Regions from separate parts of the Mus musculus genome. Here all the other regions are linked to region 2. The links are chromatin contacts, called in public promoter capture Hi-C maps. All regions are on one chromosome and are shown on one strand. Each heading gives the region's core, a stretch centred on a gene start, on an enhancer-like site or on the middle of the called end of the contact. The rest is flanking DNA. Distances are from core to core; before and after follow the strand shown. Region 1 holds the start of Zc2hc1c (zinc finger, C2HC-type containing 1C). Region 2 holds the start of Psen1 (presenilin 1). Region 3 holds the start of Arel1 (apoptosis resistant E3 ubiquitin protein ligase 1). Region 4 holds the start of Dlst (dihydrolipoamide S-succinyltransferase (E2 component of 2-oxo-glutarate complex)). Region 5 holds the start of Ylpm1 (YLP motif containing 1). Region 6 holds the start of Mlh3 (mutL homolog 3). Region 7 holds the start of Nek9 (NIMA (never in mitosis gene a)-related expressed kinase 9).

What was found. Promoter capture Hi-C pulls out the DNA fragments that hold promoters and counts their contacts. Capture Hi-C pulls out chosen DNA fragments and counts their contacts.
Region 1: a contact with region 2 is called in a promoter capture Hi-C map of liver, with 2.6 times the contacts expected there. The contact joins the promoter of Zc2hc1c here to the promoter of Psen1 in region 2. A contact is called at or near these places in 2 of 39 promoter capture datasets (liver and pre-B cells) and 2 of 9 other capture datasets (adipose tissue and liver).
Region 3: a promoter capture Hi-C map of pre-B cells shows a contact between it and region 2, with 9 times the contacts expected there. The contact joins the promoter of Arel1 here to the promoter of Psen1 in region 2. A contact is called at or near these places in 4 of 39 promoter capture datasets (hippocampal neurons, liver and pre-B cells) and 1 of 9 other capture datasets (liver).
Region 4: a contact with region 2 is called in a promoter capture Hi-C map of liver, with 2.9 times the contacts expected there. The contact joins the promoter of Dlst here to the promoter of Psen1 in region 2. A contact is called at or near these places in 4 of 39 promoter capture datasets (the C10 cell line, liver and pre-B cells), 1 of 115 datasets of contacts at active chromatin or transcription factors (embryonic forebrain) and 1 of 9 other capture datasets (liver).
Region 5: a contact with region 2 is called in a promoter capture Hi-C map of liver, with 4 times the contacts expected there. The contact joins the promoter of Ylpm1 here to the promoter of Psen1 in region 2. A contact is called at or near these places in 3 of 39 promoter capture datasets (hippocampal neurons, liver and pre-B cells), 1 of 115 datasets of contacts at active chromatin or transcription factors (astrocytes) and 1 of 9 other capture datasets (liver).
Region 6: a contact with region 2 is called in a promoter capture Hi-C map of liver, with 3 times the contacts expected there. The contact joins the promoter of Mlh3 here to the promoter of Psen1 in region 2. A contact is called at or near these places in 2 of 39 promoter capture datasets (liver and neutrophils) and 2 of 9 other capture datasets (adipose tissue and liver).
Region 7: a contact with region 2 is called in a promoter capture Hi-C map of pre-B cells, with 2.5 times the contacts expected there. The contact joins the promoter of Nek9 here to the promoter of Psen1 in region 2. A contact is called at or near these places in 2 of 39 promoter capture datasets (liver and pre-B cells), 1 of 484 Hi-C or Micro-C datasets (CD4 T cells), 1 of 115 datasets of contacts at active chromatin or transcription factors (memory CD8 T cells) and 1 of 9 other capture datasets (adipose tissue).

The regions. Positions count from the first base shown.
Region 1 is chr12:85,287,172-85,290,554 of GRCm38.p6, reverse strand. Zc2hc1c (zinc finger, C2HC-type containing 1C) reads right to left here and starts at 1,964. Exons shown (of 3, transcript NM_172414.4): 1 at 1,770-1,964; 2 at 1-1,003. The coding sequence starts at 984. It also overlaps a transcript of Acyp1 not described here.
Region 2 is chr12:83,686,843-83,689,950 of GRCm38.p6, reverse strand. It overlaps Psen1 (presenilin 1), which reads right to left and starts at 1,799. Exons shown (of 12, transcript NM_001362271.1): 1 at 1,658-1,799.
Region 3 is chr12:84,969,269-84,972,810 of GRCm38.p6, reverse strand. Arel1 (apoptosis resistant E3 ubiquitin protein ligase 1) reads left to right here and starts at 1,962. Exons shown (of 20, transcript NM_178065.5): 1 at 1,962-2,182. Fcf1 (FCF1 rRNA processing protein) reads right to left here and starts at 1,881. Exons shown (of 8, transcript NM_028632.2): 1 at 1,846-1,881; 2 at 1,529-1,596. The coding sequence starts at 1,848.
Region 4 is chr12:85,109,386-85,112,504 of GRCm38.p6, reverse strand. Dlst (dihydrolipoamide S-succinyltransferase (E2 component of 2-oxo-glutarate complex)) reads right to left here and starts at 1,672. Exons shown (of 15, transcript NM_030225.4): 1 at 1,546-1,672; 2 at 974-1,007. The coding sequence starts at 1,608. It also overlaps a transcript of Prox2 not described here.
Region 5 is chr12:84,994,418-84,997,821 of GRCm38.p6, reverse strand. Ylpm1 (YLP motif containing 1) reads right to left here and starts at 1,501. Exons shown (of 21, transcript NM_178363.4): 1 at 466-1,501. The coding sequence starts at 1,332.
Region 6 is chr12:85,268,705-85,272,195 of GRCm38.p6, reverse strand. It overlaps Mlh3 (mutL homolog 3), which reads left to right and starts at 1,597. Exons shown (of 12, transcript NM_175337.2): 1 at 1,597-1,657; 2 at 2,722-3,491. The coding sequence starts at 2,786.
Region 7 is chr12:85,337,884-85,341,146 of GRCm38.p6, reverse strand. It overlaps Nek9 (NIMA (never in mitosis gene a)-related expressed kinase 9), which reads left to right and starts at 1,785. Exons shown (of 22, transcript NM_145138.2): 1 at 1,785-2,144. The coding sequence starts at 1,926. Tmed10 (transmembrane p24 trafficking protein 10) reads left to right here. Exons shown (of 5, transcript NM_026775.4): 5 at 1-533.

The DNA of each region.
Region 1 (3,383 bases), core at 715-3,214, 1.6 Mb before region 2:
GGCCATCAGTCTTTCCCTTTTGAGCTTTTGGAGTTCATAATCAGAGAGCTGGCGTGGACTAGGGTTTTCCTGAGCCTGATCACAAGTTTGATCCTCTCCCCTGTTTCTACTGAATACCTCAGACCTGAACTCTGGGGACAAGCAGGGTTTGTGTGGGGTGTCATGGTCACCATCTCGAACCCTCCTTCTAGGTAGTACCATCCTTTGTAGCTCTCTGTCTTCCTGGAAAATGGCCTGTTTCTTTTCCTTCTGCATCCTTCGAAGACCCTCCTCTGTCTTCTTCAGCTTTTCTTGTAGGAGAATCTCCTTTCTGCGGATCTCCTTCTGTAAACTCTCCCCTGCAGCTTCGAGCCTTTGGATCTGGGTCCACTCGGTCCTATGGAGCTCCGCCACGACCTTCTCTGCCTGCACAGAGGCAAGAAGAGATGAATTCACCCAGCTCCTTAAACCAAAGCTGTTGTCTGAAAACTCACTTGAGTCAGGGAGTCTTGGGTAGCCATTCTGGTCCCCGTCTGCGCCCGCATCACTTGTACTATGTGACTTCCGGTGGACCATGGGTTTCAGTGGGTAAGCCCGATCCACTCCCACTCGTTTCCTCCTAAAGGGAATGAAGTCCTGGTCATTTGCTTTGGGATACCGGGGTGTCGGACTAGACAAGTAAAACAGACCCTTTCCTTGGCCCTGGGCATTGTTCCCTGAGCCTTGCTGCCTGATTCCTGCACTGTGGGGACAGGAGTGCCTCCGGGCTTTTGTGCAGACGTTCCTTTTGGGGCGGGTGGAGACCTCGTCCTCCTGCTCCATTTCTGTGTTGCTCCAAAGCTTCGACTGGAAACTATTCCTCAAATGTCCCATCGAGGGCCGCTGGGAAGAGTCACTTTGTTCGTAAGGGTCGTGCTTAGCTGAGTGGAGTCCAGGAGCTTCTGTTTTATTATGTGGGAACATAACGCCCACAGGCAGATGTGGAGCCAACTGGAGACCAGCCATTCAGTGCCTGGACCGAAGCCTAGGGGAGATTTAAAGCAGATACATGTGAAGAATTTGTCTGAGGTTCACTCCCGGCTGCTAGAGTAAACTGTTTGTCCATTTGCCCTACCCACATTCCCTTTAAACGTTTCTCGGGACTGTGGTGTTGGCTCTGCCAGGACATTCTTTCAATAAGCATTTAGGGAGTGATGGTTATGTGCCAGGCCAGACATTGCTAAGCCCCGAGGACCAAAGAATGGACGTGACACAGGTGTTCTGCCACTGACTTTCCTCCAGGCCTGTAGATGACCTGCTCTACACCATTTATGGAATGGGTGGGAAAAGCTTTAGATAGAAGGTCGTCCGTGACACAAAACAGGCAACCTGCTCTTACCAGCCCCGGGTTCTTGTAAATTGCAGAGGCCGCTCTGAGTCCAGTCCCACGGTTTTACGGGGTGAGAACAGTGGCCTGGCGACAGGGCCTGGCCCAAAGCACTCCCTGGACTTTCCCCTTGCTACAAACTACAAAGAGCACGAGCCACCCGGGCCTGAAGCAGGTGCCCGGCTGTCAAGCCCTCATGCAAAGATGCTCTATGGCTCAAACCGCACCAGGCTTGTAAAGAGAGTGTGTTGGGAGAGGGGGTGACAGACACCTGAGCGCCCCAGCCCGCTTTGGATCCGGAACTCCAGAGTCATGTTCTGTCCCAGAGGGTCAAACGGGAGTCCTTACTGGGACCCGGCCTCTAGGGATAAACTCTCACTCTCCAACCCCTCGGGAGGTCTCAGTATCTCCCCTTTCGGCGTACCTGAGGCGCTCGGGGGCCGCTCCAGCTCAGGGAAAATCCCCAAGACCTAGTTTTCCACACCTGACTAAACCCAACCGCCGTCCACGCAGGCGCTCTCTGTCCACCTCTGTTATCCCGTTGCCTGGAGACCAGAGCACCGCCTCTGGTTGAGAACTTTTAGCTCCAGATGTGCGCAGGCGCAGTCCACAAGCAATCCGAAAGCCGCCGGGGCAGATTGGGTTGGAGGGACGGAGGGAGGTGGTGGAGGGAGTGCGGGGAGGTGGGGAGGGAGGTGGGGAGGGAGGTGGGGAGGGGAGGAGGGAAGGGAGGTGGAGTACGGGTGCAGTCGGGTCACTTGTCGAGGTGCAGCCAACTCCGCAGCTCAGATCAGCGTTTCCCTTGGGGAGGGGTTGGAGAGGTTTTTCTGGGGCTACATCAAAGAAGAACTTGGATTTCTCCGAGAATGAAGCTCCCAGACCTTAGGGTGTGCCCTTGTCTGGAGAAGGGTGGAGCCCCTAGATGGGCTGCGGAATCATCCCGCCCCAGGATTCGGGAGTCTGTCCAGCTAGCGGGAGTGGGACTGCTGATCACCCTTCTGAGTGCGCTCGGCTACTGCGCTCAGGCCCCAGGTAGGGCTATGTAAGAGCTCCAGGCTACATGCTCCGGGCTGTCTTCCCTCGCAATGCTTTGGCGCTTGCTATTATATTAGCTTTACTATTATTTCACTACGTGTTATAGTCCCAGGGTAGTTTCTATGGCCAATCTAATCATTTTGCTATTATAACGTTTCACTCTCACGTGACCGTTACTACTTAGGGCCCAGGAATGACTCAGCCAAAAGTAACAATAATAAAGTTAACAACCAGATCAACAGTAATGAACATAACTTGATTTCAACATTAAATGGTCCTCTGTAACTTTTTGACAACAGAAGAGAGTTTATTTGTCTTCTTCGTGCTTCAGTTCATTTGGATAAGCTGTTTTGGAACAGATAGCTCCGTTTTTCTTGTAACTACACAGAAGATTCGAGCACGTGGGAAATAAAGTAGACAGCAGTCTCGTTAATACAACAGATCAGATGTCAGCTTTTATGCGCTACAAAAAAAAATTCCTTGGTGGACTCTCTAGGGCAGATTGTCAGTCATTCTTTTCATTCCCAGTTGGCTCTTCGGCCTTCTCCACATTGCAGAGGTTTCCCACGGACTAGGACCCTGCCTCAGTCAGCTTCTATGGGTTTTCCCATACATCTTTTCTAACTCGTTTCCATACTCTCCCCCTGAATCTCTAGTGTTCAAGTATACATAACTTCCTTGTGCAAGAAAAGTTCCCCTTCCCATCCCTGGGTCTGTCTCTCTCTGTGTTAGGATCCCACTGGAGTCTCTTCTGTTTTGTTTTGTTTGCTGTTTGTTTTGAGACAGGCTCCCTATTTAGTCTATGGTTAGCACTAGTTAGTCCTCCTGCCTACTTAATCCTCTTGTCTCAGATTCTCCCAGGCTGGGTATAGGCATATAGGCCTTTCCTCCCTCCCCCCCCCCCCCGCCCCCACGCACACGCACACAAGAAAGAGAGAGGAAGAGAGAGAGAGAGAGAGAGGAAGAGAGAAACTCCGAGGTCTATGTGAATATATGCCTTGTG
Region 2 (3,108 bases), core at 550-3,049:
GCATAAATTCTTTCTGCTTTCACTCAAACAAGGAACTGGAAAAGACATCTGAAAACCAAATAGGGATTCTTGGAGCAGCAAATAGGAATCAGGTTTCTTTTAGACAAGGAAACACTGTGCCAGGTGCTGGGGATACTGTAGTCAGGGGTTGCTTCTGGTCACTGAAGAGCCTCCTAACTATCTAGAGAGGACAAGTTAATTTGACACGGATTTCCTGTTAAAAATGAAACTGTTAGCTACACTGGATTAACAAATCATTAAGACTAATTTCAACTGCTTCTTGTTACCTTTAAAAATGTGTCTGTGGGGCTGGAGAGATGGCTCAGCTGTTAAGAGCACTGACTGCTCTTCTGAAGGTCCTGAATTCAAATTCCAGCAACCACATTGTGGCTCACAAACATCCGTAATGAAATCTGATGCCCTATTCTGGGGTGTCTGAAGACAGCTACAATGTACTCACATATAATAAATAAATAAACCTCTAAAAAATTTTTTAAAAAAGTGTCTGTGGGAACATTTAAAACTAGTATTTGTGGTTCACGCTCATCTTTCAAGGGTACAATGGTACAGAGATCCTTCTAAAACAACACCAGGCCTTTCATTCCTATCGCTGACAATGCTCCCTGAAGCTTCCGTGTTTCTCAGCTTCTGTGACACTGCACTATTGTGGTTTCTGCATTCGTCCTCCTCAGCAGCCTCGTTGTCCTCCTTCTACCTGGCTCTTTGTTGTGTTCCCTAAGTGTCCACCCAGTTCTCTGCTCCAACATCAAACAGCAAATCTACTTAAGTGACCCATGTTTACAGTTTACAGCTCTGACCTCAGGCCATCTTCACCCGCTGTCACTTCAAAAGTACTATTTCCAAACCACTGCCTAACTTCCTTATTTCTCTCTCATTCTCCAAACTTGAACCCAGTCAATCTTATGCGTTAGTTGAACAGATCGCCTGTCCTGCTCACGTTTCTTCTACGTTTCTGTTACTGGAACTCTCATTTCTCCTAGTTATGTAAAAAGTTACCTCAATTGTCTCATGCACTCCGTCCTCCACTACCAGGCGGATGTGCCTGAGCCTCTGTTCGCGGCAGTGCCACATTTGAAAACGTGAAAGGGAAGAACTAGCAAACACTAAAGGCGCCTACAAGCGTCAGACACATGCATCGTGACAGTTCTGAAGAAAGAACAAGCGCCATACGACTCTTCGCCTGCCAACAGACACACTGAGAAGTTAGCCCCGAGTGCCACTCACTCACTTCTGGACTATGACACACTCGGGGCACCAGACGCAGAGTTTCACCAGTTGCTCAAGGCGACCCAGCCTAGGGCGCTTCCTCTATCTCTAGCTCCACTCTGATCGAGAGGCCACCCCTGATGCCAGCCATCTGCTCCCGGCCGCCCGGGGAAGCCAGCACTTCCGGGGTACCAAAGCTCGGAGAAGGCTGCTCTCAGTCTGGCCCCGGCTGGGTTCCGAGAAACCGGCTTCACCCCGTTTCCCACGCGGGGTTCCTCGATCTCCGCCCGCCTGGACCCCGCCCCTCATCCCTAGAGACGCCCGCAGCGCGGCCCTCGGAGACACAGGCCCGCCCGGACCCCCGGCAGGCAGGCGACGGTGAACACGACCGGCAGAGACACCCTCCGCCCCGCACACCCTGGGCACGCACCTTCTCTCTCCGCGCCCGGGCGGCCGGCTCGCAGCCTAGGTTTCCGCCTCAGCTGCCGCTGTTTTGTTTCCGACGAATACTCGCGGCCCACGGAGCAGGTCGTCCTAGGCCCCGCCCTAGAGGTCTCACCGGTGTCGCAACTTCCGGCCTCGGCGACGTTGGCCCCTAGACCCGGGAGGGGACGGAGCTTCCGGTGGCGCGCGCAGGCCACGAGGGCTGGGGGCTGGAGCTGGCCTAATCCACTCGCATAGATGTAAGGATGTGCGCGACCTGAGGCCTCTCTAGGGTTTGAGGCGCGTCTAGCGTTCTTCCAGTCTACAAGTGACATTTTCCCTTGTTTTTGGTTGAGACTGCGATTCGAGCGTTCCCTGCCGGTATCAAACATACCTTGTAGGAAAGGATGGGCTTGAACCTATTTATTTGGTTTCCATGTGTGGGGACACCGTGCCTTGTTTTGTAGTGACATTTTAAATCCAACACTTCCCATTTCTCCACAGTATTTATTTGAACAGTTCCTCAAAACGGATAAAATTTACTGTTTGTACTCTCAATAAACCAAAGCGATTGGTGGGTAAACAGAACCTGAGAAATATCCTATTAGTCTAGGTTCCGAGTCTGAAAGTCTTCCCAGATGGCAAGCTTCTAGAAAGCAAAGAATGTTTCCTATCTTGATTTTTACATCCCTCAGATTTTCCTTAATCGGAGAGACAATTATCAACAGCACACCACACATTTCACTTGGGCAAAAAACAACAGAGAAATTATTCATAATCCCAAATAACCAGAAAACGGCTAATGTGCTTAAGGAGCACACACGAGGAACTAGATTCTACTCCCAACAGAGACAAATACATCGGGATGGTGTTGTATCTGAAATCATAACACTCAGGAGGAGATGGGGCAGGACAGTGAGTTGAAATCGGACTGGGATTCCTAGCAAATTACAGGTCAAACTAAGATACACTGGGTCAAACTTCCTTTTTTCTACTTCCCAGAAGGCCTCGTTCTAAATAGTAGAGCATCCATCTCCATTTTCTCCCAACATTCTCAACCCTGCTTCAATAAACTCAGACTTCACTATTTTCATGCTTAAGATCTTGATACTTTAGTCTTTTCCGCCAGCGGAATGGCAACTGGGAGGAGACATAGCATAACCTTGGGTAGTTTTCCCTCAATCATTTACTTATACCCTCAATCATTTACTTATATGGGAAGAAGGCAGAAAATTGTAGACAGTACAGAACAAGCTCAATACACTTGCTAAACAAGCATAGACTAAAAGCCATTTGCAAACTACATTAATTGCGATCTTTTGGTAGAATGGCAAATGCTGTAAACTATACAGAGAAGCAATTTCGACAAACATTTTTGTGCAAAGATGTTCGTGGAGTACTGGTATATATATAAAAAAATCTCACTGTCCTACAACAAATCTTAGTTCACCTAGGTTA
Region 3 (3,542 bases), core at 713-3,212, 1.3 Mb before region 2:
ATCAACATATACTATGAGAACAAGTAAATAGAGCAGGAAGTAGCCAGAAAATATAAAAATTAATCAGTAAGGCTAATAAACTCAAGATGTTGTTAATGAATAAATTCTAATTATTAACTTTTTTCTTGGTATAAATGGGGGTTGATTTTACTCAAAGTACATTATATACCCACTTGAAAAATAACATAATGATATCTATTGTTATGTATAATATATGCTAAAAAAAAACAAAAACAAACCACGTGTAAGAGGCCGTGAAGAGGTTGTTATTAACCTGCTGAAGACTTCTGAATATCCCAAGGTAGGCATGGTGGCCCTCCTAGCTCCAGGGAGAGAGAGGCAGACAGAGCCCTAAAAATTCGAGGTCTGGTTTACATAGCAAGTTTCAGGGTAGCCAAGGCTACTTAGTGAGACCCTGTCTCAAACAACAACAACAACAACAACAACAACAACAACAACAAACCAAACCAAATCAAACCAAAAAGGACTCAAACCACAAGTTTAGGAGGAAAGTTTCTCCACGTTATTTATAAAGGCCTGAAACATAACACACGTATAAAATAAAGACTCAACACAAGGAAGTGATCAGTGGGACATTGTTAGATAAAATAAAAACCCACATCAGAAGCTGAGAATAATAATTCTGAAGGTTCTAATGACCACTCTCTTGTTCCGAAAATCTTAAACACGAAGAAGCCCAGTCTTCATTAAATTAACTGTTTACCCAGTCCTTACCGATACAGAGAAACTGGTTGAGTGTTCTTTATTTATTTTTATTTTTTTTTTTTAAAAGATTTATTTATTTATTATATGTAAGTACACTGTAGCTGTCTTCAGACACACCAGAAGAGGGAGTCAGATCTCGTTACGGATGGTTGTGAGCCACCATGTGGTTGCTGGGATTTGAACTCTGGACCTTCGGAAGAGCAGTCAGGTGCTCTTACCCACTGAGCCATCTCACCAGCCCCTTGAGTGTTCTTTATAATGGGAATATCATACTAGCATGTTCGAAGGTTCTGAATTCTTTTTTTGTTTGTTTGTTTGTTTTTTTTTCGAAACAGGGTTTCTCTGTATAGTCCTGGCTGTCCTGGAACTCACTCTGTAGACCAGGCTTCGAACTCAAAAATCCGCCTGCCTCTGCCTCCCGAGTGCTGGGATTAAAGGCGTGTGCCACCACCGCCCGGCAAGGTTCTGAATTCTTACAACTTATAAAATGGGACTATCTTGGACTTTTCCCATCGTCCTTTTTAAACTTGGGTGGCAGGACCTGAAGACAGCCATGGTATGACCTCCTCACCGGCTTTCCCACAACGATACCATGCCCTGCCCCACCGAATGTGTGACTATAATTCCATGCAACACAGACCTAAGACATTATAAGCAAAACAAAAAAACATCAAATGTTTCTACTTAGCCCATCGTGACTTCTGCAGTTTAAGAAACCAGTACATCAGATGTTTCTACTTAGCCCATCGTGACTTCTGTAGTTCTGATCAGTTTAAGAAACCAGTTGGTTCTGACCACTCACAGTCGCTCGTCTCTCAGACTGAGCATTCGCTTCATAGTCGCATATTTCCTTGTTTTCTTTTGCTTCCCCTTGAAACAGAAGTTTTCGAGTTAAAAAGAGCTGAAAACATCTTTTAAAGTTCTCTTCTATTTTTCTTGCCCCTCCCCAAACAGCACTCAGTCCCCCTCCCTACTCCCTTCGAACTAAGGCCAGAATGGAATTAAACAAACAAACAAACAAACAAACAAACAAGGAAGCACCGAGTCTATATCTGGCCAAAGGCTGAGCTCCCGTTTGCTCCCCAAAACTCTCTGACAAAGTTCTCCCACTCCGCTCACCATGTTCACGCCGCACTCCTGTTTCTTCCGGAATCGCTCGCAGCGCGACACTTTACGTCATCCTCACGCTCTTTCCGGCAAAGGCCAACCCGGAGGCGGAAGCTACTTTGGGAAACGTAAAAGCTCCGAGCCGGCTCCTAACGCTGGCGGAGATCGACACTGGAGATTTTTTTGGGGGGCGGGTGGAGGGTAGGATTTGTGCTGGATGAGGCCGCTGCTTCCTCGGACCCCAGAACTAGGACTTGGCCACGTTGCAGCCCCCGTTCGGGTAACGTTTTTCTTCACGCCGCAGCCGGAGGCAGAGCCCAGCCGACCGTAGGCACCAGAATTGCTGAAGGCGAGCGAGAGAAGAGGGGACGAGGGCAGAGGGGTCGGGAATCCTGGGCGTCCCATAGTTTGACAGTACATTCTGGTTTTCCTCTGGCACATCATTTCAGCCTTGGCTCTGTAGTTCAGCCTTGAGGCTCTGGTTATTGATTGGTTTTCCTCGCCGGCTTGGAACTTGTGAGGCTGGGCGTAAGATTCTTCGGAAAGAGAGGAATGTAATAGCGATGGAGGACATCCCCCCCCAATGTTCTCCCTCCGTCTCTGTCTGTCTGCATCTCTCTCTCTCTCTCTCTCTCTCTTCCCGTGTGTGTGTACGAGCACGAGCGTGCAGGTGCATCAGAGCAGAAATTCAGAGCAGAAGCCAGAGGAAGCTGCTTGTCTTTATCTTCCACTTTTTAGAAAACAGTCTGTCTTACCCAACCTGGAAACACCTCCACCTCCGGTTTTTGCTAGATTGACTGACCAAAAAGCCCCAGAGATACTCCCATCCCTGCCCTCCGGTGCTGGAGTGGACAAGCCCACTACTCCCCGGCTTGTTTTCTAACCAGATCCTGGGCAAACCAAACTCAGGGCTTCTTGCTTGGTCAGCAGGTATTTTACTCATTGAGCCAATTATCCCAGTCGCAGTGGCCTTTTTTAGACGATCACAAGAAAAACAGGTGCAGAAGCTTATATGTGCAACTACTTAGCAAGCCTGGAATGTGATGGGGAACAGTGCTCTTCGTTGTGAAGCCTGGTGTGCAGTCCTTAATGGGAGAGGGAGAATATGTGGGAATGAGAAAGCGAAACTGGGCAGTGTTTGGTTTTGTTTTCCGTTTGCTTGTTTGTCTTTGCTTTTAGGATGTATTCTAGTTGTTCTTAGCCATCCGGAGAGAGGTTTCTTTTACCCCTTGAGAGTCTGTGGAAGGCCAGGGACAGCTTTCCTGGAAGTGGATGTGCAGTTTATGAGACTTGTAGGCTATGTGAACTTCATCTTAGTTGACTCTTTTGATACCTTTGTTTTACCGATGTTGAAGCTGTGCCCTAGACGCTCAGAGGTCAGTTTGGTTCGCTTGTGATTTTCTTACTGCATGACACTGACCTAGTGTTACTGGGTTCAGAGGTGTTCGAGGTGTAACAGTGCGAGGCAGTGCATTGGTTATGGGACTCGGGCGTTTGACTGGCTGCAGTTCACTCCCTCTCTTGAGTTGCTTTATTTGCATTGCTTTGGGCCATCAGTTGGTGCCTCTGTTTCTTTGTGTATAAAGCTAAGCTCATCATCACAGCACCTATATTACCCAGACACCACTAGGACCGACCTGTGTTTTCATAGTCATAAGCATCGTCCCTAGAGATGCTTGCCATTAAAGTCTTTTCAGTCATTTCCTGTC
Region 4 (3,119 bases), core at 423-2,922, 1.4 Mb before region 2:
AAAAATAAAAAAGTGAAGGTGGGCAGGGATAAATACATATCTGCCAGGCACCTGATTAAAAGTAAGCTATGGAAGGTTGTTAATAACTTTCTCCTCTACCAAAGACAACAACCCACACACAGCTACGAGAATGAAAATCCAAACTTCCAGGCTTAGGGGTTCAGAACCGGTACTGCTCTTGCAGAGACCCAGGCACCGGGCATTTCCCAACCAACCTGCAACTCCAATTACAGGGGATCCCACACCTCTTCTGGCCTCCGTGGGCACAGAATGCCAAGTGTGTACACAGTACACATAAAGAAAAATAAATTTAAGGGAAAAAATATCTAAACTTCCGAAAGCCTCTACACCATCATCTTCCTCGAGATACTGTTTCCTTTAACTAATGGCTTCTGACCAGTCACTTTGTTTCCAATTCCAAAAGAATGCCACACCTGTTTCCTTCTTCACTGACTTCATGCATTCTACCCCTTTCTTTCTCTCTCTTCTTCTTCTCTTCACTGACTGTCACATCCTGCAAGCCACAACTTTAATGTCACCTATTTAAACCTGTTCTGTCCATGTTTCCAAACACTTAGATGATTGATGATCAGCAATTTACACCATGCCTTTCCCTTACGCCTCAGGCTCCTGGAGGACAAGACTTTTTGCATTGTTGTATTTCTAACGAGCATCTAGCACAGTGCCCTGACAGTGTAAATTCAGTAACCGTGGGCCGCTGGTGTTGCTCAGTGGTTAAGTGCTTGCCTCCCATGCCCTAGCTTCTATCCTCAGCACCACAAAAAGCTGAACAAAACCCAGTAAGGATGCGCCGGGTGAGTACATGACAGCAGTTATACTTAAGGGAGTCTTTTGCTTCGCATCTCTCTGAATTCATTGTCTTTAAATACCATGAGAAGAAACATCAGATTTCCTCCCATGCTGCTCTGCCCACGAGAAGTGCATTTTAGGTGACCGCAAGGGCAGAACTTACCAGGCAGGGAACGTCTCCCTAGAGGGCAGTTCCCCTGTTGAGAAAGAAGACATTATCGACGTCACCCAAAATGAAAAGAGGGGGGAAAAAAACAAACAAACATTTTTTTTAAGGGCACGTTTATCGTGCTGCTGACAGGTAATGACACGTTTATCGTGCTCTTAACTCCGAAAGTAGACGCAAAACACCGAGTCGGCCAAACTCTGTCATCCTCCCCTGAGCCTGCCAGGCGCTAGTTTGGAGACCGCGAAGAGACAGGCCGCGGAATACGGTTGGGGGCCGTGCCTCCTCTCTTAACTCTAAGTCAATGTCGCTGCGGGCGCGGCTCCCAGCCCCGGAGCAAAGGGTTCGGGACAGCGGGAAAACGGCCGGCGCGGGCTGCCTGGGAGAGGACAGGGGCTCCGGGGCTCCGTACACGCGGCTGGGCGGCTCCGCGGGCGTCGGCAGCCACCGCGTCCCGGTGCCCTTGGTGGCCGGCCTGGCCAGCACACAGCGTCCCTGCCCTTCGGCCTGCCCGTCCGCCCACAGCCATGTTCGGCACCCATCGGAGCCCGGGCCCCGCCAGACAGTACCTTCTGGAAGGCAGAAAGCGAGCGGCTGAACGCCCGGGACACGCAGCGTGACCGGGACAGCATCGCGGAGGCAGCGGGATGGAGGGCGGGCGGACACCGGATACAGGGCCCGGCAGCAACCGGAAGTGAGACCGGCCGCGGCACCAGCCAAGCGGCGAGGGGTGTTCGGAGCGAACCACTAACCGTGCTGGGTGCCGGGCGGTGTGAGCCGGGCTCGCATCCTTAGCGGTCCCAGCGCGGGGCATCTGTGGCGCTGTCAAGAGAAGGCCAACTTGGGTTAGTATTCTTCGAGGACAACCATCCGGCCACCGGAGCGCCCCCGGGTTCAAGCCTTCCCTGCCTTTCCTCAGAGCTGGTTCTGTTTGGCGCCGTTTTCTGCTGCCCCCAAACCTAGCCTTTCTGCCTCTGCATTCTAGGAAGAGAGGGAAATGGCTAGGAACTTAGATCTCAGGCCGGTGATTAGGCTTATGTGGACTTGGGCAGGTGGGTCGCGATCCTTTGGAGGGTCCAACGACCCTTTCAGTGGGATCACATATCAGATATCTAGCATACCGGATAATTACATTACAACTCACAACAGTAGCAAATTTACAGTTATGAAGTAGCAACAAAATAATCTTATGGCCCGGGATCACTACAAGAGGAACTGTATTAAAGGACCTGTAAGACTTCACCAACTAGCCCCACTGTGCTTTAGCTCCTGATCTTCTCCCGCCCCTGAGCAAACTCTCCAGCCAAGCTAACTGTGCTCCACCCAGCTTGTGAACTCTGGAAGTTATTTGCTACCCAACTCTGGGAATGTGACATACTAATCTTATGGGGGTTACACTTTTGTTCAATGTCATGCCCCATTGGCAGAGGTTGTAGAAACGCTTGTAGGCTTCCTGCGCCCCCTCCCCCCGCAGCTTTGTGTATACCATTCTGCCCATTGCCTTACATTGAAAGCGCTTGCCACCCTTACCCTGCTTACTTGCTCGCTCTTAAATCCCTAGGCCTTTAACCCTGGCTTCCTAACAGAAATAGTATTCCATGAGCTCAGCTGAATAAATATCAAATTAATGTCTGAATGAATAAATGAACCACGTAGTGCCTTTGATTTTTTTTTTTTGAGTTATTTTGCCTAATTTTCAAAACCTTCACAAAGCCTCTGCTCACCAAACCCTGGATCCAATGGCATTGGAATCTCTGAGCCTTGGGCAGAAGCCCTGATTAGAAAGAGAGACATCATCTGTCCCAGCTGCCCTCACTATTGAGCCTGTAATGCCCTTCATCTGTTTCCTTCAAAGCTTCCTTGTAGCAGGTCTAAGACTCCACTTTCACTCTCTCCACTCCGCCTTCACACCTCTGTCAAAGATCCTTTGTTAGTGTAGAGTTAATCCTGCCACTCCCCTGCTTAAATTCTTCCAGTTGCTACTGCCTGCCTGTCTATACAGCCCAAACTCCTCAGCTAGCCCAAGCACCTAATTATCCGGCTCGTGGCTTCTGAGCTCTCATTTTCACAGATACTGAGCCATAATTCGCTGCTGACCATCTGCCCCGATCCCCACCTCACTCCCGACCCCACCCAATGCACT
Region 5 (3,404 bases), core at 252-2,751, 1.3 Mb before region 2:
GTGCTGAGAACCCACTTCTGGAAACAGACAGCTATCTCTGGCCCCTGCATATTTTGCTGGTCCTAAGAAATTAACTGGTCAATATTTACATGTATTTAAACATCAGTCCTTTAAGAATTTTCTTTTATACTGCCTCCCCATGAAAATCTTAGTTTAAAAAAAAATTAAAACAAAGCTCTGTGCAACAATAAATACTGAATGCTGGTCAAAGAAAACTAAGGCATACATTTGAGAAATAAATCTAGTGCCAACCTACTACAACTTCAAGTGCCTAGTCTTATCTTTACTCTTCTTTTGGTAATCTATGGTCAATTTAAAACCTGGCTTTCAGGGCTGACTCTTAGGGGATCTTTGGAGTATGAATGGGCTAGTCGTTGGCTGTTGGAATTACGATAGGCATTAGCTGGTTAAAGCCCAAGACCTGCTCACGTAAAGCCTAAATGAAAGATGTGACACAGTGCTTACCTGTGGAGTCATTGTAGAGGGATCTGGTTCAGGAGCAGCTTGCTTCTGTTCAGCAGTCTTGTTCTTGGCCCCACTCTCCAAAGGCTCTTGCTGGATAGCTGTTTTATTCCCAGAAGGGATGGACGGTGGTGGTGGTAGCTGGGGTTTAGAAGGGCCCTGGGAGGAGCGGGAAGGAGAGGCCTGAGAAGGGGGTAAGTAGGGCTGGGAATGGCTCAAATATGATTGTGAGGAGGACGAGGAAGAATAAGAAGGAGTGGGCGCCAGATAGGACTGGGAAGGTGGAGACTGTGAAGGGGATGGCTGAGCAGGAGGCAGGTAGGGCTGAGCGGAGGAAGGGGGATAGTACGAGGGTGGTGGCTGAGGTGGAGGCATGTACGACTGGGATGGGGGCATGTAGGATCCTGGAGGTACAGGGGGAGATTCAGGAGGGGACTCCAGCTCCATTGGAACCAAACCCGGAGGCCCATCTCGTTGGTGGTGGATCATCTGGTGTTTGTACTGCTGCTGCTTCTGATAACTGAGGGCTGGTCCAGGTGGCGGGGGCATCGGTGGCGGAGGCGGCTGCCAGTCTCCGTAGCCGCCCCCGGGCATCACCGGCGGGGGTGGCAGCGGGGGCGGAGGAAGATGGTGGGGTTGGAGCACGCACTGCATTTGCTTCTGGTGCATCTGCTGCAGCTGCTGGAGCTGCGCCAAGTGTTGCTCTCGGAAGCTCATGAAGCCTGAAGAGGAAGGGGCCGCGGGAGCCGTCGAACTGGAGTACCCGGGCCCCGGCGAGGCCTCGGGAAGCGCCACCGGTGGCGGCGGCGGCGGCACCGGCGGCGGCGGATAGTGGCTGCTCCCGCCATACCGGCCCCAATTCGGATACATATAGGAAACGAAGGCGCGGGGCTCGTCCCGGCGCCGTTACTCGTCGCAACCGACCTCCAGGAGCCGCGGCGGTGACGGCGACAGCCGGAACTCGCGGTGCCTTACAGGCCGCGGAGCGTGTGAACGGAGCGCGCCAGTGCGCCGGCGCTACGGAGCTGGGCCCGCGGTCGGGAAGGCGGGGACCGTGCTGAGGCAACTACGCATGCGCAGTACCATCGAGCGGAGAACAAAGGCCAGATAGAGGGAACCTTGGCGCAGGTACTCGCTGTTGCCGCCTTCCTTCGGGTTCGGAAAATGTAGGCGGTAATAGAATGTTGTCATAGAACCAAGAAAACCATAGAGTCTCACAGCCGAAAGGAGTGATAGAGATCCTAACGCCCTATGGGTTTAGTTTTGAATGGGGGGGTGGGGAGGGGGGAGGAAAGATTCCATTCACAGTAGCAACAAGAACATAAAACAAGTAATAACTCTACTAAGAAAAATCTAGACATTATATGAAGAAAACTGCAGAATCCTACCTGAGAATAAAAATTAAACTTGAACTCACGAAGAGGCTTACCATAGTCCTAAGTAAAAAAGAGGGAGCTTTGTAAAAATGACAGTTCTTCCAAGTTAAACTGATTTAACTCAGTCAACCCACAGCCTGACAGGGGACAATGATAGGAAGAATGAAAAATGGATTCTGGAGAAGGAAAGTGAAAATGGCCCTGATTCTTTCCTACAGGTACTGTAAAAGGAATTGAATTGTTTAGATTGGTTTCCTCCCCACCCACCACCCACCCCACCACCCTTAAAATTTTTTTGCTTTTTCAAGACAGGGTTTTTCTGTATGAACCCCCTGGCTGTCCTGGAACTCGCTTTGTGACCAGGCTGGCCTTGAACTCACAGAGATCTTCCTGCCTCTGCCTTCCAAGTACCATCAAACCCAGGTTTTAACTCGGACGATGTCCCTGTTGGAGAATCCTTAAACCTAAGAAAAGTCAGCCGGGCATGGTGGTGAACGCCTTTAATCCCGCACTCGGGAGGCAGAGGCAGGCAGATTTCTGATTTCGAGGCTAGCCTGGCCTACAAAGTGAGTTCCAGGACAGCCAGTGCTATACAGAGAAACCCTGTCTCGAAAACCCAAAAAAAAAAAAAAAAAAAAAAAAAAAAAAAAACCTAAGAAAAGTCAGAGAAGGGTAACTTAAAAGCTGATTTCCTGAACCCTAGCAGCAAAATATTAAAGACTTCCATTGGTTTGGGTGATTACTGAACATCAGAAGTAGTACACTGAATTCTGGGAAAGGAAGGACAGAAGGAAGGAAAGAAGGAAGGAAGGGGAGAGAAAAACCATGCTTAATTTGAAGACTCTTAACTGTATCAGCATGTCAATTTGAAGATGTGACCTTGCTCTTTTTTCCTAGCAACCAGATCATTACCTGTCTTGGGTAACTATGAGTAGTAGATGCGGGGCTAGGGATTCCTTCTTTCAGTGTCTTATTGAAGCAGCATAGAAATACATAAAATTGCATGTCATAAGTTGTATTAGTTAGGGTTTTTCTGCTGTGAACAGACACCATGACCAAGGCAACTCTTATAAAAAAACATTTAACTGGGGCTGGGTTACAGGTTCAGAGGCTAACATCCAGGCAGGTATGGTACAGGAAGAGCTGAGAGTTCAACATCTTCATCTGAAGGCTGCTAGCAGAATACTGACTTCTAGGCAGCTAGAAAGAGGATCTTAAACACCTTCTCCAACAAGGTCACACCTCCACCAACTGGGCCACACCTACTCCAACAGGGCCACACCTTCTAATAGTGCCACTCCCTAGGCCGAGCATATACAAACTGTGGGAAGCCACATGTGCCGTTGCAGAGTGGCACTGACTACTGCTGGCCACCACGCATAAGTTTGGACAAACAACCAATGTGTACATATGCAGTAAAGTTTTTTGCAAAAACACTGCCTGGCCCGGGCATGATAATTAGGCTTTGAGAGTATAACCAATCAGATGTGAGACATGCAAATGAGGTATGATAATGAGGCTCTGTGAGGTACAGAGAGAGAGAGTAGCCAATCAGATGAGGAACAT
Region 6 (3,491 bases), core at 348-2,847, 1.6 Mb before region 2:
ACGCACTGCACTAATTACTTTTGGTTTTCAATCCTTTGGAACATCTACAGTCACTCCTTTTCCAAAGGTGAGAAATTCAGATAAAGTAGTTATGGCCTGGATTGCGCCTCCCCTCATTTGTATACCTAAACTACTCTAACCCAAGGACCAATCCCATTGGACTGCTGACTCATAAGAGTGTATGCACCACAGACCACGTGAAGACAGACAGCCACACCCAAGAAGGAATCCTGGCCTAAACTCCAGCTTGTCCTAGAACTGGAAAGAAAAGAAAACAAACAAAAACCCCGGCTACTTAAGCCACCCAGCCTGTGGCCTTTTGTCATGAAGCCCTGGCAAACTGAACAATAATCAGAAGTTTGCTTCATTGGCTCCACAAGTCTGATTTGGTTTGGTTAGTAATTAAATATATACTCATTTAAAACTTTGTCCTAAGTTCCTTTAAAGGGAGGAGGGATGTCCTCCCTGTGGAGATGGCTCAGCAGTTAAGAGCACTGGCAACTTTTCCAGAAGTCCTGAGTTCAACTCCCAACACCCACATGGTGGTTCACACAGTCTATGGCTCTAAGACCAAGGGATCCGATGCCCTCTTCTGGTGTGCAGAAGTACAAGCAGACAAAACCCCATACACATGAAATACATAAATCTTTTTTAAAAAGTTTCTGGGAGGAGGTTTGGATGAAACAGAAGACAAAAACTGAGGATTGCCTAATAATTCTCAAAATATTCTCACTGTGCTCTTGCAGGAAAAAGCCGTGGTGGTATGGGGGTGGGGAGAGAGAGAGAGGGAGGAAGAGAGGAAGGAAGGGAAGGAGGGACCCTGATGTCCTGATTTGCAAATCAAGAGAGTTGGGCTGGGCAGACGTGGAGGTGGGGTGGGGAGTGGGAGCACACCTTTAATCCCAGCGTTTGGGAGGCAGAGGCAGAAGGATTTCCGTGAGTTTATAGGCCAGCCTGGTCTATAAAGCGAGTTCCGGGGCTGTTACACAGAGAAATCATGTTTTGAAAGAAAAACAAAAACAAAATATGAGAGAAAGAGAGAGAGGCTTCTCAGCCCTTTCCAGCTTCGTAAAGCTTTAATTTTCAAGAATGCTCTTGCCAGGCAGTGGTGGCGCACGCCTTTAATCCCTGGATTTGGGAGGCAGAGGCAGGCAGATTTCTGAGTTCAAGGCCAACCTAGTCTACAGAGTGAGTTCCAGGACAGCCAAGGCTATACAGAGAAACCCTATCTCGAAAAACAAACAAACAAAAAAAGGAATGCTCTGCATTCATTCCCTGAATATCTACTTGCCACCAGGACACAGCAGTAAACAAAAAACCAAACTACTTTCACATAGTTTACAATCTAGCGAACAAAGACTAAGGAAACAAGAAAGATATATGTGGAACTACATATTAGAACATGCAAAGGAGACGAGAAGGGGAGCAAAGTAAAATTTAGTAGAAACAGCCTTTCACCCCATTCCGAAAGAGAATAAGACAAAAGAACTAATTGGAACCCGCCAGGTGAAGGGACGCGCAGCTTGGCCACCTTAGCGCCTGCGCACTGAGACGTCGTGCAGACGCCGTCTGGCGGTGTCTCGGAAGCGCATGCTCGGGAGCGCGCGCTCGGCGTTGGAGGTGGTTGGTCGGTGAGAGTTGATGGAGGAGATTCGAGGTGAAGGGGGAAAGCACGTGATGAAATGTGGTCCAGAGAGCTTGTCTAACTGGACAGGAGCAATGGTGACTGCCGCGGGCCTGTCTGGCGGGGCCCCGGCTCCCCCGGAGGTGCGGGGTGGGTGGATTGCGCAGGCGCGGCCCGGCCTGCACGGGATGCCCGACTTTCCAGACCCTAGAACTGCTCATTACACATTCACCCCGTTTGCCAACGGTGGCTAAATGCTGTCGTAGCCCCGGTTTTTCCAGGCTTTAAAAACAAAACAAAAGAGCCTGTCACCTGCCTCACTGTTGTCACTTAAGAATGAGACCTTTAACTACCTAGAGTCTTAGGGTTTGTATAAGAAAACCTGGAATCAGGGTCCGACCACCCCATACACTCACTTTTTATTGCCAAGCTATGTTCTGGGGATATAAAAGACCGAGAGTATCAATATAAAAGAATATCAGTAATAAGGGCCTTTCTGCAAGCTATCAAGCTACACAGGAGCAGGACTTAAATATCAAAGGAGTTTTACCTCCCCCACCCCCACCTCTTCCTGAGAAAGTAATGGCTTACTGTGTCTCCTTGATAGATTTGACTTTGACTTAGTCCCATTGTTTTTTTTACCTTCTTACTTACAGTGTCTTAGAACATCAAAGGATTTTCTAAAAGCCGTGGTTATTGTGTAAAGTATAAATGTTATGAAACTAGCTTGGACTTTTTTCATGAATAATTTCTAGCTAATGTTTCTTAGCTGCGTTTAATTTAGGCATCTGTTTTTAGTGAAGTGCTTAGAAATTTGAATAGTGTCTTTACGGATCAGCATCTAGCGTAATTATAATTTCACTCTAGGGCATTCATTTTAGGAACAGCGAAAATTAATGAAATTATGAATGCTTTGGAATTGAAGCTTGTTATACCAGTGCATGAGTTTTGTGTGCTGTCTAGAAACTAGAAGTATACTTCCCTTTCGCGTTTTGGTTTAATACTCTAACTGTAGTTCTTTGTAATAGTCGAGAGAAATGGGTGATGTGATATAACTGAGGTTTGCTAGAGTATGTGTTGTGTTTTGTTTCCTGTAGGTGATTATTTTCCAGTCAGAGAAGGAAGCCAGTGTCTGCCACTCCCTCCACATGTGTCCCTGCCATGATCAGGTGTCTATCAGATGACGTAAAAACCAAGTTGCGTTCCGGTTTAGCCATAAGCTCCTTGGGCCAGTGTGTTGAAGAACTTACCCTTAACAGTATTGATGCTGAAGCAACATGTGTGGCCATCAGAGTGAATATGGAAACCTTCCAAGTTCAAGTGATAGACAATGGACTTGGGATGGCGGGGGACGATGTAGAGAAGGTGGGAAACCGGTATTTTACTAGTAAATGCCACTCAGTGCGGGACTTGGAGAACCCAGCATTTTATGGCTTCCGAGGAGAGGCCTTGGCAAGTATAGCCGACATGGCTGGTGCTGTGGAGATTTCATCCAAGAAAAACACAACACTGAAAACCTTTGTGAAAATGTTTCAGAATGGAAAAGCCCTTGCCACCCATGAGGCTGATTTGACCAGACCAAGTGTGGGGACTACAGTAACGGTCTATAACCTGTTTTACCAGTTTCCTGTGCGGAGGAAAAGCATGGATCCTAGACTAGAGTTTGAGAAAGTTCGGCAGAGGGTAGAAGCTCTCTCACTTATGCACCCCTCCATTTCTTTCTCTTTGAGGAACGATGTATCTGGATCCATGGTTCTTCAGCTCCCTAAAACCAAAGACATATGCTCTCGATTCTGTCAAATTTACGGATTGGGCAAGTCCCAAAAGTTAAGAGAAATACGTTTTAAATACAAGGAATTTGAGTTCA
Region 7 (3,263 bases), core at 536-3,035, 1.7 Mb before region 2:
CCCATTAGCCTAACAAGAGACTCCTGTTTTCTGACGTGTGCCTTCCCCCCTAAGGAGCAGTGACAGCCGCTCTATTAGATTTCTATTTTCTTTTCTGAAAAATGTCAATTTTTCAGAGAGGAGAAAATAGAGCATTCTGTCCATGTTTTTGTTTCCAAGAACAAGTATAAACTTAAGCTCTGTAGAACTGAAATTCTTTCAAGTCCTTTCGATCATTTTGATCATGCCCAAAACAACCAAACTGGACAACATGCTTTTCAGTTCAGTTGAAGAGCATTTGCCTTTGACAGTAGGCGTGCACAACAGCATATCCGCTTTATAAACAGGTATATTATCTGCTTCCCTCCGTTCCAGCATAGTCAAAATAACTGAGAATCATACAGTTTCAACAAACCTTGTTCCTTACCATTGTCATGAACCCCCATCAGAGCCATCTTCTGTTTGTTAATGGGAAGAGGCATGTGGGATTTATACAGGCTCACCTGTTGGAGATGTTTGTGTAAACTTTCACAAATAAAAGCTAGCAGAAACCATTTGAGGTGTATTTGTCTGTTAATCTTTAGTGCCCCTTTGTCTGGGTGAGCAAGGATTCCTCTATAATTGTTGTTTTTTAAAGCACAGGGAGTGAAAACAGATAAATTAAAGAAAAAAAAAGTCACTGATTTACTGCAGGGCACTTAAGCAAAAGGATGTTTTAATCATTATGCTAATGAAAGAAATCTTGAGCAGATTTCCTCAGAAGGCTAGAGCTTTGAGAGCCAGTAAGATGGCTCTGTGGATAAAGGTTTTGCCATGCAAATCAGGCAACTTGAATTCAATCGGCACACACACACACACACACACACACACACACACACACACACACACACAAAACAGAGCCCTAATCACCTACTCCTTTGCTTTAGTTTCCCACTGTCCACAGGAAACACCAAACTGTACAACATACAAAGTGTACTTCCTGCTTCTGCCCAACAAGTGTAATGGCGCCAGTCCCATAACCTTAGTTTCATCACGCCCTGCCCTTTCCTAATTCTGGGGCCAGACTGCAGGGTTTGCCTCTCAAGTTCCTCCTAACTAGCTGTATCACCTAAAACAATCCCCACCCCACCCCCAACAGACACATAAACATTGTTTTCATGGCGCTCTGAGGATCTGGGGCCATAATATCATTAAAAAAAAAAAAAAAAAGAAAAGAAAAGAAAAACAAAACCCTTTAGCATTGTCCCAACTTAGGCAACCCTGTGGTGGTCATAGTCCTGCAACTTTATAGACTTAATGAAGAAGGAAAAGGAGGAAAAGGAGGAAAAGGAGGAGGAGGAAGAGGAGGAGGAGGAGGAAGAGGAGGAGGAGGAGGAGAGGAGGAGGAGGAGGAAGGAAGAAGGAATTGTTAAAGTTGTCAGAAGTCTAATGTTTTAGCTTGCTCCATTATCTTTGCTACACTATCGCTACAAAAAAAAAAAAAAAAAAAAAAAAAAAAAGGAGCCCTGCCCAACAAGCCAAGTGACAGCTAACACAGTCACAGCTCCTGGGACAAACGTGTCGCCAGGATTAGCCTGGACCACCTCCAAAATGTGACGCAGTCTGGAAAGCTGGTAGGGGGTTGTAGGGAAGCGGTCTGCAAACCCGCCGTGTGGTCACTCTTCCGCTTCCACGACACTCGCGGGTGTGAAGGCCAGCGACGCCCAAGGTGTGCGGGACGCATCTGCAACAAGTGGGCACGCGAAAGGCGGAGGGAAAACCTCGGCGAGCCGGAAACACTAAGAACCGCTTCCGGGTCAGGGGGCAGGAGCCACCATGGAAGCTCCCTGGGCCGCGGGGCCACCTAAGCCGCTGCCTGGCGTCTGAGGCCATTGAGGCGCTAAGCGGCCGGCCCTGCCCGCCGTGGATACGCGGGCGGCTCCCGGCGAGCTGCGGCCTCCGCCGCCATGTCGGTGCTGGGCGAGTACGAGCGACACTGCGATTCCATCAACTCGGACTTCGGAAGCGAGTCCGGGGGTGGCGGGGACTCGGGCCCGGGCCCCAGCGCTGTCCCAGGGCCGCGAGCCGGCGGCGGGGCGGCGGAGCAGGAGGAGCTGCACTACATCCCCATCCGCGTTCTGGGCCGCGGTGCCTTTGGGGAGGCCACGCTGTACCGCCGCACCGAGGTAGCGGCCCTCGGCTCCGGCCGCTGCCGGGCCTCCCCGCGCCCTCCTTCCCGGCCCCGCTTTCCAGTGCTGCTTGCCCCTGGCCCTCTATGGTCAGGCGTCCCTTGGGGTTTAGGTCTCGGGAACCCCACCGTGCTTTCGCTTCCCCTGCTGTAGGACATTGGTTTAATCACCGCTGTCACTGAGCGAGTCATTGAGCGGTCTTTTGCATTTTAGTTTTCCCATTTGTTAATTGGACTTAGCGATAACAACCTCGCCCCCCCCCCCAAAAAAAAAACCTTTACTTTTTTAAAGGTTATTTTGAGGTCCAAACGAAGGTGCTTTGCACATTGGGAACAATATAAAAAGCTTACTTGCTCTTTGGGAACAGTCTGTAAAAGCTTACTTCCTTTCGTATAGCTGTTGAAGGGCGGGATGGGGAGTTGGTGTGTACTTCCAAATAGCCACACTGGCAGCTACAACACACTGCTAGCCCTGTAGGCTTTGTTTTCTTGTTTTTGTTTTTGTTTTTTTCATAAATGATCACTCGGAGGATTTCCTTGATCACCAGAAAGATCATTGTTTGTTTGTTTGTTTTCTTGCTTTTCCTTCAGTGATTGTATAAGACAAATACTTTATTGGTGGAGTTGAGTCTGGAGAAACAAGGACCCCTTTCTTTGAGAACCCAAGGAAGCTAAGTCATTTTTCCCACCTTCTTGCATAAGGTCACAATGGAGAGACCCATGAGTTACTGAATCCAAAATTAAGAATGTGTACTGATTTAAAACCCTGTAGTGAGTCTACCTCCAAAAGTTAACCATAACTTGAGTCTAATCACCACAGCCTTAAAACTCTAGCTTTAGGGTAAACATTTAATGAGAACTTGCTGAGGTTGCAAAAGGTGATTCATGCACTTGCAATTCTAGTGTCTGCTCCCAGCCAGAACTTTTTGTGCTGGGGATAAAACGGGCTTTGCCAGTGCTCAGAAGGCATTCCACTACTGAGCCATACCTCCAGCGTCCAGCATATATCTATGAAAGATGGAAGAAAAGTAGTTGCAAGAAAATATCTTTGTGTTCTTTTCTATTCCAGTAACCAACCCATTAGTGGACATTATCATCTGTAGTCGCCTATGTTCTT